Regions from separate parts of the Callithrix jacchus genome. Here region 1 is linked to region 2. Evidence: chromatin contacts called from public Hi-C data. All regions are on one chromosome and are shown on one strand. Each heading gives the region's core, a stretch centred on a gene start, on an enhancer-like site or on the middle of the called end of the contact. The rest is flanking DNA. Distances are from core to core; before and after follow the strand shown. Region 1 holds the start of METTL5 (methyltransferase 5, N6-adenosine). Region 2 overlaps UBR3 (ubiquitin protein ligase E3 component n-recognin 3).

What was found. Hi-C and Micro-C count contacts between places; a contact is called where the count stands out from the background.
Region 1: a Hi-C map of skeletal muscle shows a contact between it and region 2, with 10 times the contacts expected there. The contact joins the promoter of METTL5 here to the enhancer-like site in region 2. A contact is called at or near these places in 3 of 3 Hi-C or Micro-C datasets (induced pluripotent stem cells and skeletal muscle).

The regions. Positions count from the first base shown.
Region 1 is chr6:59,713,297-59,719,679 of calJac240_pri, forward strand. METTL5 (methyltransferase 5, N6-adenosine) reads left to right here and starts at 1,533. Exons shown (of 8, transcript XM_078327430.1): 1 at 1,533-1,592; 2 at 1,795-1,946; 3 at 4,392-4,506; 4 at 5,181-5,362. The coding sequence starts at 1,838.
Region 2 is chr6:59,607,554-59,613,104 of calJac240_pri, forward strand. It overlaps UBR3 (ubiquitin protein ligase E3 component n-recognin 3), which reads right to left. Exons shown (of 40, transcript XR_013518889.1): 12 at 3,090-3,155; 13 at 2,915-3,004; 14 at 1,645-1,773; 15 at 589-641; 16 at 362-495; 17 at 1-2. Among named protein-coding and RNA genes, the nearest start is that of UBR3, 100 kb to the right of the region's middle. Within about 2 kb of position 3,543, at least 2 of the 16 cell types and tissues checked have an H3K27ac peak or open chromatin away from gene starts, as enhancers often do.

The DNA of each region.
Region 1 (6,383 bases), core at 283-2,782, 100 kb after region 2:
GGATTACAGGCACGCACCACCATGCCCAGCTAATTTTTTGTATTTTTAGTAGAGACGGGGTTTCACCATGTTGATCAGGATGGTCTCGATTTCTTGACCTCGTGATCCACCCACCTCGGCCTCCCAAAGTGCTGGGATTACAAGCTTGAGCCACCGCGCCCGGTTTTCTACATTAGTTAAGTACTTCACAATCATAACAGGGATAAGTTAAATTTGCTCAATAATTTTCTTTATGAATCACTGAATTATAAACCAAAAAACTTCATGTCTTAACTTTATGTGCTAAAAACTGTGTTTTAACTCATTTGATTCTAACAGGTAACTTTGAATTCTACTATTCCTAGGAAGTAGCAGCCTCAGACAATTTTCTACTTCATCATAATCCATTCACTCTTTTTCGTTTTCCTTTAATAATGCAGAGGTGTCCATCCACAGGCTTAAAGATAATCCTTTTGCTTAAGCATTGGACCCTGCCTTCTTCCCAACTCCATCCAATATCCTCTTGTATTTTAAACCTCTTTCTATTAGCTCAATTGTTTCAGAATTTCTCTCCTCCTATCTTAAAATATTTCGAAAAAATAATTAGGCTTCCCCCAACCTTACTATCAACCATTCTCTTCTTTTCGTAGGCCACATTTCTCTTTCTTTCTTGCCTTTTTTTTTTTTTTTTTTTTTTTTTTTGTCCCCAGGCTGGAGTGCAGTGGTGCGATATCGGCTCACTGCAACCTCCGACTCGCTGGCTCAAGGAATTCTCCTGCCTGAGTCTCCCACGTAGCTGGGATTACAGGCACGTGCCACCATGCCCAGCTAATTTTTGTATTTTTAGTAGAGTCAGGGTTTCACCATGTTTGCCAGGATAGTCTCTATCTCCTGACCTCGTGATCCGCCCACCTCGGCCTCCTAAAGTGCTGGGATTACAGGGGTGAACCACCGCGCCTGGCGTCACTATTTCTTATACCTAAACTTCCATTCGCTCCACGATCAGCCACAACTTGATTTCTACTCCTACTTTATGAAGCCCGACCTCTTTGCAGTATTTGACACCACTATCTATTCTTTCATTTCCACTCTCTCTTCTTTGGGTTTCTCTGATATCACCATTCCTGTGAGAATTCCAAGTGACAAAAATGACCTAAAAATTGGGAAACAAAGTTACAATAAAGTGAGGCATGAGAATGGCGAAGGAAGTAAAGGTGAATGGAAACCGCTACTTTCCGAGCCGAAACTTGGGAAACAAAAAGAGTCACTCTGGGCCAGACAACAAAGTGACTGTGACTTTCTCTCCCGCTTCCCCTTCACTCTCTACCTTTCCCCATCCTTTGAGGGCCCGCAGGTACTCAGGGCAAACTAGGGGGTAATTAGTGATCACTCGACAGATGGCGAGGGCTGGCCGTGGATCTGCGAGTAGCAAAGGCTTTGCAGGTGGCGCCGATGGGGCGATGAGGCCCCCAGGTGGCCAGCTGAACCCCGGCGCAGGACAGACGTTGCCGCTCGGCGCCAGGCCGCTGGGCGGCGAACGCGTGCGCGGGTACGAGCTGGCGCTTCCGGCCCCGGCCGAAGCGCGGGTCGCTTCCAGAGGTCCCTGGCGCGAGGTATTCTGGGGCTTCAGCCAGGCGCTTCCGCAGTCTCCTGGGACTGCATGGGTTACCCAGGAGGTGGGTCCGCGGCTCGTCCTGTGCCCAGCATCGCGGCGTCTCCTTAGAGCGCATCTTTGGGTCTGGCCAGCGGTGCTGAAAGAGGGGAGAATGTTGGGGGTAGGGAGGAAACATCCCAGTTCAATAGATTTCTCCGCAGGTCCTGTGCCTTCGAAACCTGCGAGCCCAGACTTTAAAACAAAATGAAGAAATTAAGGCTTAAGGAACTAGAGAGTCGCCTGCAACAAGTGGATGAATTCGAAAAGCCCAAGCTGCTTCTAGAACAGTATCCCACCAGGCCGCACATTGCAGGTAGGGCGGCTGGTTCACCACGCCCTGCCTTCGGCGTTAGTCCAGTCTACTCTGATAAAAATTAGAAGTTATTTGGATACAGAGAATGTCTAGAGAAATTCAGCCCTAAGATCACCTATCGTGTTAGAGTTCTTTCTTGACACTGCACCTCAAGGCACGCCCTCCACAGACGCACACACACTTTATCGTTTTACTGTCTAGTTTTCCGCAGGTCCCTTAACACTGCCAGACACCTTTTAAATGTGTTTTTTTTTCCCCCTCTTCTCACGTTATAAACTCTTTTGAGTGCAAGGTATTTGTTGGTCTCGTTCATACTTGAATTCCCAGTGCCTGGAAGAGTTGCTGGTACTATTTAGGAGCTCAGTAAATATTTGCTAAGTAAAGATCAATTTCCTACTGCAACTAGGATTCTTGTGCTATACTGTGCCCTAGAAATGAATACCAGAGTTGATAATGGAAGGATAGTTTAACAGAGTCAGAATTTGTGCTGTATAAAAGTGGGTGTGCATATTAATTTTAAGAGATTTTTCTGAGCATTAGCATTGTCATTTCATGCCAGACACTGATAACTGGGAGTACAAGAGAGAATGCAGGAAAACATGGATCTGTGTTACCGAAGTTATTGGGAAGCCTTAGAAAAAAATATTTTTATTAGTTTTTGAGATAGGGGTTTCACTCTGTCACCCAGGCTGGAGTGCAGTGGCATGATCAAGGCTATGGCAGCCTTGACCTCCAGGACTCAAGTGATCTTCCCACCTAAGCCCCCTGAGCAGCTGGGACTATAGGCACACACCATCATGCCTGGCTAATATTTTTTTTTATTATTTTTTGTAGACACAGGGTCTTGCTATGTTGCCCAAGCTGGTCTCAAACTCCTGGGCTGAAGTGATCCTCCCACCTTAGCCTCTCAAAGTGCTGGGATTATAGGCATGAGCCACTGAGCCTGGCCCCTTAGGAAAATTAATTTTCTGAGAGCACTTGCAAGGAGGAGTTTTTTCCAGTTCCAAAATATTTGTTTCTAAGCTGCCAATGAAAGTCAAGGAGAATATATGTGTATTTACATTTAAACTTCAAGATACTGTCATGATTCCAACCAAAAATTTGCACAAAATTACTGTGTCTAGGTTAAGACCAGTTTTCTGAAATAATGACTTGCTAGTTTTCTGACTGTAGTTTTTTTAGTGGAATCCAATTTAAAAAATAGTAACAATCTGACCAAGTATGGTGACTCACCCCTATGAGCCCAGCAATTTGGGAGGCTGAGGCAAGAGGATGACTTGAGGCCAGGAGGTCAAGATCAGCCTGGGCAACACAGTGAGACCCAGCTCTTAAAAAAAATAATAAATTAGTTGGGTGTGGTAGTATTCGCCTATAGTCCCAGCTGCTGTTACTAAGTCAGGAGAATTGCCTGAGCCCTGGAGCTTCAGGCTGCAGTGAGTGCTGATCCTGCCACTGCACTCCAGTCTGGGTGATAGAGATAGACCCTATCTCTGAAAAAAACAAAACAAAAAAACCCCTCTGGATCCTCAGGTATCAATGGCCAACAGCCTTTACTGGATTCAGATATCTTCAGGGAGATGTCAGTGGTAATGTTATTCATGTTTAACCTTCAGTATATCTAATACCCAGTAGTTCTATTATCAGGTCTCATTTGTAGATTATGAATATACATGTCTGTAGATCATGAATATATGTGTCTAAAGGCTATATTGTGAAGCTTATGGTGCTTGTGTTCTGGTGACAAACTTGTTAAAACATTTCTGTGGCTGAGCACAGTGGCTCATGTCTGTAATCCCAACACTTTGGGAGGCTGAGGTAGGAGGATTGCTTGAGTCCTGGAGTTCCAGACCAGCCTGGGCAGTATAGTGAAACGCTGTCTGTGTTTTAAAAAACAAAAGGAAAAAAAAAGGTTCTGTGTCTTTGTGATGCTAATGCTGGTTTGATAGTGGTTCCTAGTCTTAGAGATTTCACAGATAAGTAAAATTTCAAATAATTTTGGAAACTGATACAGAGTTGCCAAATTTATGTTGACGAGGAAGGATTTTTTTTAAAACCTATTTACTCTTACCATTCTTTCATAAAAATATTTCAGCATCAAAGAAAGAACTGATATGAGTGTATGGCAATGTTTTGAACAAGCTGAGGAAAAATTAAACATTTTGACTTTTTCCTCATTTTACATCAGAGACTGGTCACAGTTTTGTCATTCTTGGCATTGCTAACAGAGACTATTTTTTGAGAACCATGGATGGGTATCAACCTTCTTTGTGGTGCCTCTTTACTACATACCAAATTATTACACCTTATCTTTTTAAAAAAATAATCTGGAATGCCATTTGGGAAAGGACTAAGTAATGCAAGACAAGAAATTATTTTAGAAAGAGTCATTTGCACAATTTGGTTTTAGTCATCAGCTTGCTTATTCTCTAATTTTTATTTTTTTAGCATGTATGCTGTATACAATCCATAACACTTATGATGACATTGAAAATAAAGTCATTGCCGATCTAGGATGTGGCTGTGGAGTACTTAGCATCGGAAGTGCAATGTTAGGAGCAGGGTACGTAATGCAATATATACTATTTGGGTATTGGGTGGTTTTAATAAGGAGCAGCAATGTGATTAACTGAATTATATTTATGAGGCTCCACAGAATGAGATATAGGGAGCAAAAATCTGATACTGAATAGATTTTGAATGGGCAGAAGATCTAAACAAACTACAAAAAATAAATTAAAATTGTAAAAGCAGTAGTTTCTTTTATACAAACCTGAGTTTCCAACCTCTTTCAGGTTGGGAAATTATGTTATTGAAAGCAGCACTTGACCGGGCACAGTGGCTCATGCCTGTAATCCCAGCACTTTGGGAGACCAAGGTGGGCAGATTACTTGAGCCCAGGAGCTTGAGACCAGCCTGCGCAACATGGTGAAACCCCATGTCTACCAAAAATACAAAAATTAGCTGGGTGTGGTGTCATGTACCTGTGGTCCTAGCTACTTGGGAGGCTGAGGTGGGAGGACTGCTTGAGCCCAAGAGGTTGCGGCTGCAGTGCATCAGGATGGCACCCCTACACTCATCTGGGTGACACAGCAAGATCCTATCTGGAAAAAAAAAAAAAAAATTCTTATTTTGCTAATTGGATTAAAAAGATATATGGGTTTTTTTTAAAAAAAAGCTAATTTTGTTTTTGTTTTTACTTGGGAGCTATAAGTCTTATGTGTTTTGTATTTATAGGTTGTGTGTTGGATTTGACATAGATGAAGACGCATTGGAAATATTTAACAGGAATGTGGAAGAGTTTGAGTTAACAAATATTGACATGATTCAATGTGATGTGTGCTTATTATCTAACAGAATGTCCAAGTCATTTGATACAGTAATTATGAATCCTCCCTTTGGAACCAAAAATAATAAAGGTTTGTAAGAAGAATCAGGTATACTGCTATATTTATAGACACATTTTTAAAACTATTTTTAAGGCCAGGCACAGTGGCTAAGGTGTGTAATCCCAGTGCTTTGGGAGGCTGATACAGGAGGATCCTTTGAGGCCAGGAGTTGAAAGCCAGCCTGGGCAACACAGTTAGACCCTGCCTCAACAACAAGAAGAATTTTTTTTAATTAGCTAAGTGTGATGGTGAGCCTATAGTCCTAGCTGTTCAGGAGGCTGAGGTGGAAGGATCCCTGGAGCTCACATATTCAAGGCTGCCATGAGCTATGAATGTGCCACTGCACTCCAGCCTTGGTAACAGCAAAACCGTGTCTAGAAAAAATAAAAACCATTTTTATCACTGATTGTTTGGGCTAGGTGATTTTATCACTCTTCATTAAACTAAGGGTAAGTCATTTTACTACTCTTCATTAAGTAAACAAATCTCTTACCTGTATAGTTCTTATAATTTAAATTTCAATTTGTTTAATGCATAGCTAAGAAATTGAGTTTTTCAACTTTTGTTTTTACAAATTTCTATTAAGTAAACCGAGTCATTTCATTTAATGTATGTCTCCCATTCGTTTTCAAGAATAATTTGCGTAACACTTTTGAATGAATATGAAACATACGAAGAATTTTATACTTTTAGAACCTATTTTTTAATGTCTTAACAGACCCAAGGATTTCTGCATGTCCCCATCAGTAACAGTGACTCACTGTGGCTGCTAATTTTGTGTGTACCATGGGCAAGGAGCTTAGGAAGTCAGCAAGGGTAGGAAAAGATATGCATAGTTCAAAAAGTACCTGGCCCCCACCAAGATGATTCTGAATACTACTATACATGTTTCCTCTCCCCTTTTTTAAAGTCATTAATGTTGGAATATTATAATTTTTACTTTAGCCTTATTTAACCAAGACAGTATAATTCTGGTTTTATTCTACCAATCTTAAAATGTTTTGATAGTTTATTTGTATACTTATTGCTAAAAGATTTCAAGGTGGCTATT
Region 2 (5,551 bases), core at 2,293-4,792:
TCCTAAAATTAATAAAAACAGAATTAACAAATCTGAGTATACATAAATTATAAAGAAAATAACTTACCACACATTTTATTAAGCTGTTTTACCAAACATAGGATGCTTCAAGTTAAACAGTAAAGAAGCAATTCCCCAAATATAACTGCAGTTTAACTGCTCTTTGCAGTTCCCTTAAGCAAAGGATATTTTAAAGATATTCTAAAAGATACAACTATAGTACAACATACCAAGAGTTTGAAACATTGTTTAAATTTATCAACATCCTTTCCTTTTTTCCCTAAGCCAGTTACTACCACAGAGAGGGGGAGGAAGGGAAGAAAACAGTTAATACCTAAGTATTAGTATCAGTGAGTTTTACCTAAATGTAAACGAAGACTCAAAAGAATCACAAGAAATGTAAGAGCGCCTTCTAACATCGATCTCTCATGCTCTGCATCAAGTACTGTATTTTGATGTTGTGATGCCATTGTCAACAAATCCACTACCTTAAATCTACAAGAAGAAATATTTAAAACATATTTTTATAAATTAAAACAAAATTAACTGGATATTTCCTAATACATGTCTGAATAAAATTATGCCTACCTTTCAAAGACGGATGAAATAAAATAATCTGGGTCAAGTCTAGAAGCACAAACCTTTAAAAGAAAACAAAATGCTTTATTTCTCAATATTCAGTTTTCCTTCTTCTATTAATCATGTCTTTCTTTTCTTTTCTTATTTTTTCTTTTTTTCTTTTTTTTTTTTTAGACAGAGTCTCACTCAGTTGCCCAAGCTGGTGCAATCTGAGCTCACTGCAGCCTCCGCCTCTGCCTCCGCCTCCCAGGCTCAAGCAATTCTCATGCCTCAGCCTCCAGAATAGCTCGGATTACAGGCATGCACCACCATACCTGGCTAATTTTTGTATTTTTAGCAGAGATGGGGTTTCAATGTGTTGGCCAGGCTGGTCTCAAACTCCTGGCCTCAAGTAATCCACCCACCTCAGCCTCCCAAAGGGCTGGGACTACAGCTGTGAGCCACCATGCCTAGCCATAATTTTTATTTTCTGTATGTTATGATTTGACATCTTGAGGGGCTTTACAGACCTGAAGACAGACAGTCCCTCCCAGAGCCAGCTAATTCCTAAACATAATAAACAACTTACTTGGGAACATGCCCATCATGCAAGCCAACCATCATCTTTATCTAACTCTCACATCAACCTAGTATTTACCCTGCCCTAAATCAACCCAGGGCCAAGTACCACAGAGCCAGGTACAGCCTCTAGGCCTCAATGCCTGCTGGAATTACTCACACTAGCCAATCCTGACTTGCCTTTCCTGCAGAAACCCCAATAAAGGCTTTGGCCTAGGCCCTCCCCGCTCACTTCTTTCTGACTCTTGACGTAGCCCTGTGCTGGGTGGTATACCTTTTCTCTCGAGAAATGTAAGTAATAAATTATTCTTTCAATGGCATTGGCCTCTCCATGTCATCACTCAGTCATCTCTATAATTAAAATTATACTTACAGATAATACTGATATACTTTAGAAGTGTCTCATTTGGGTACAAATATACTCACTTGGGTACAAATGAGACACTTCTAAAGTATATCTGTATTATCTGTAAGTATAAAGCATAACTACATTATCTGTTGGCTTACCTGTAACAGGTAAATGTCAGGATCAATCATGGAATTACAGAAATGAGACTGGACATAGGTCATGGCTTGTCCTTTGATTTGCAGACCATTTCTTACCCACATATTGCTGTGGATTTCAGCAAGACTTGCCTAATAAAAGTAAATTGGACAAAGAATAAATTATCTAAACTCGATCTTTATAAAATATTATAAATAACCATCTCAAAATATTTAATGATGTAATCATAGTATGAGCCTGATAGTCTGTCCAATGTTAAAGATAATCAGTTGAAATATACACTTTTACATTTTTTTTTAACAATAATTATGTTTTCACATAGCCACTTTTTAAGAGTTTAAACACGAGTTGGTTTTCCATGTTGGCCTCTGTATACATTTATCTGACTTTCACTGGCATCTTTCATAAGAAATCAATGCTTATGTTTCACTCTATTTCTCCCTCAAGAAAACCCTAAGTAACAACACAACAACAACAACAATCCTAATATACATAATGTTTAAAAAAATACACACTGGAATAAACATAAAATAAAACCAATTGTTCAAAGTCAATGAATACATTCTACATCTTTAATTCACTCTTACTCAATCTTAAATCTATACTACTGATTTTCCAAATATTGGAGGTCAGAATAAATGTTCTCACTATATCAGTATTTAATTATTCATGTATTTATGTCCAGTGACAACTAAAACTACGAGTCATGATTTTATCTCTTGTTTCCTAACACCCAGAGTTCAAATTCAATAATATCATAAGTAACAAATCTAAAATTGCCAGGAAAAACATACTGAAGTGCAAGTCCCTGTAATGTATATAAAATGCTGGCCTGCAAAATTTTAGTGTTGGTACTAAATAAAATCATGGTGCTTCTATAAACTAATTCTTCTCTCTTCTTTCTCCTCTCACTGTACAAACAGAGAAACTGAGAATCAAGGAGGTCAATTATCCTAAACCTTGTGAAAAATAAAACAGTGGTAACACCAAGACTAGAACCTTTCGGATCTCCTGACTCCCAAACAGTGCTATAGTGTGTTAAATGTCACCCCATAAGTAAATACCATGAAAAGAATTTCTGGAAAAAGTAAAACTAAAAGTAAATCTCAAAAAATGAAAAATACCTAAATATAATCTGGTAAAAATACAGTAACAACTTCATTTTAAAAGAGTTTTCAAATATCTCGGCTATAATAACAACGAAAGACACAAATAAAGGAAGAATCACTTAGAGAATCCACTTCGAAACTTTTTAAATGCCTAAATACATACCTGAATTTGGAGTGGGTGAATCATTAGTTTCATTAACATTTCCTGATCTGGTAAAACAGAATCCAAATCTAGTTCTTGACATTTCACAGCCTAAAAATTACAATAAGAAAGTTACTAATTCAATTCTTATTTTTGAAAATCAAAAAAGAAGAAAATTGTTTAATGAAAGTCTTACCTTACTCAAAAACATAGCATAGTAACGATGTAGTGGCAGATGAAAAGTGACTTGGTTAGGTGCTGGCTGGAATAAACAAACAAAACCCACAAGTCAAAGACTATTTTAGAGAAATTTTAAGATGGTTGTAAAATGTTTAAACCATACTCTCACCTGGATTTATTCCTATAATTTTGGTTCAAAACTTAACATTTTAGAAGATGCAGATTCTAATATCACTATAGATAAAATTATTCCATTTTAAACACTTAAGTTTTTTGAAGGCAGAAACTGTATTGCACTCAACTTTGAATCCTCTGAAGCATCCAGCTTCAGATTAATATTTCCTAAATTCAACTCAGCTAAAGCAAATAATCATTATAAAAACAAGGGATGGAATGGATTTACCTCTACAGTAGATCATTTGGGACTCTTCAAATGCATGTATACAAAAGATCACGACAGTACTAATAGTCACATGTAACATTCATTGAGTACTTACTATGTGCCCATCACCATGCTAAGCACTTTATTCACATTACCACATTTAATCCTCAGAAGAACACTATGGGGTAGGAACTATTAATATTCTCATTCTACAAGCAGCAAAAGAACTGAGGAGCTAATCTGGATTCCAATGTCATATTCAAAACCATGAGAAGACTCTGACCACATCCCTAAACAGAGTTATAAATACAGGGCATTGTTAGATTCCTTCACCAGCTGATAAGATGCTTCCAATCAGTACCAAACACAACCAGCCTCTGTAACAAAACTTCATAAAAAGTATGTCAATGACCTTAGGCATTCCTGTAAATATTACAAAAACTGTATTTTAAATCTGTGAATCCCATGAATCACAAAATGTTTGTCCTACAGGACAAAAATATACCATGGCTGTTCTTAAACAAATGAGTTAAAAACTAAAAAGGGATTGTTTGTTTTTAATGCTTTTATAAGTTCTTAGTAAATATTCTCTTGCTAAAAATTTTTATCCAGGACATTCAGATCATTATGCTAATGTGGTATCATTGTAGAAGTTATAAGGAATCTAAATATGCCACGATCCCTTAAATAATTACTTTTTTCAAAACCAGTAAGATAATAACATCTTCTTCATTATGTAAAGGCTATAAAAATTTGTTCTAATAAATAAAAATTTGTCCTCTATAAAAAGAAAGGAAATTCTAACAATGTTCTCTAACGTGAATAAACCTTGGGGACATTATGCTAAGTAAAATAAACCAGTCACAAAGAGCAATAACTGTATGACTCCACTTATATGAGGTTCCTAGAGCAACCAAATTCACAGAGCTACAAAGGAGAATGGTGGTTGTAAGAAGCTGAGGGGAAGAGAAAACAGGAAGTAGCTATTTAATGGGTATAGTTTCAGTTTTCTGAGATAAAAAAGTTATGGAGACTGGCTGCACAACAATACAAGTATATTGAACAGTACTGAACTATACACATAAAAATGATTAAGATAGTGAATTTTATGTTTTACGTGTATTTTGCCACAATTAAAAATAAAATTCTAAAAAGTTTGCTGTCCATTACCATAATCATTTAATAACATATTCTACACTAACTAGCTAAGTCAGAATCTCTCTCAATTTCCTTTGAAGGCATTAAGCACAGTGGATAAGCACAGACTCTTTTTTTTTTTAATAGACAGGGTCTTACTTTGTCACTCAGGCTGGAATATGGTGGCATGATCATAGCTCACTGCAACCTCCACCTCCCAGGCTCAAGGAATCCTCCCACCTTAGCCTCCTGAGCAGCTGGAACTTCAGATGCACACCACCATGCCTGGCGAATTTCTGAATTTTTTGATAGAGACAGGATTTTCACCATGTTGCCCAGACTGCTCTCAAACTCCTGGACTCAAGCAATCTGCCCGCCTCAGCCTCCCAAACTGTTGGAATTAGAGACATGAACCACCATGCTCAGCCTAAGTGCACTCTTTTTTTGAGTCTCACACTGTCCCCCAGGCTGGAGTACAGTAGCACAATCTCAGCTCACTGCGACCTCTGCCTCCCAGGTTGAAGTGATTCTCCTGCCTTAGCCTCCTGAGTAGCTCAGACTATAGGCGTGTACCACCACACCCAGCTAATTTTTTGTATTTTTAGTAGAGACAGGGTTTCACCATGTTGCCCAGGCTGGTCTCGAACTCTTGACCTCAAGTGATCCACCCACCTCAGCTTCCCAAAGTGCTGGGACCACAGGCATAAGCCATGGTGTCTGGCCCCTAAGTGTAAACTCTTAACATCTAGACCACATGAGTTCAAATCCTGGCTCTACCACCTATGGTGTAAAACTGTGGGCAAGTTACCTCTCTGTGCCTCAGTTGTCTGATGCTTAAAACAGGGATAAAAAAGAGCAGGGTAGCTATGAGAAATAAGTAAAACAACACAGTACCCAATACACACTGCTATTAACTACTAAGCTATCAACTCTAATAATCTTTCAGGGTTTTAGCATAC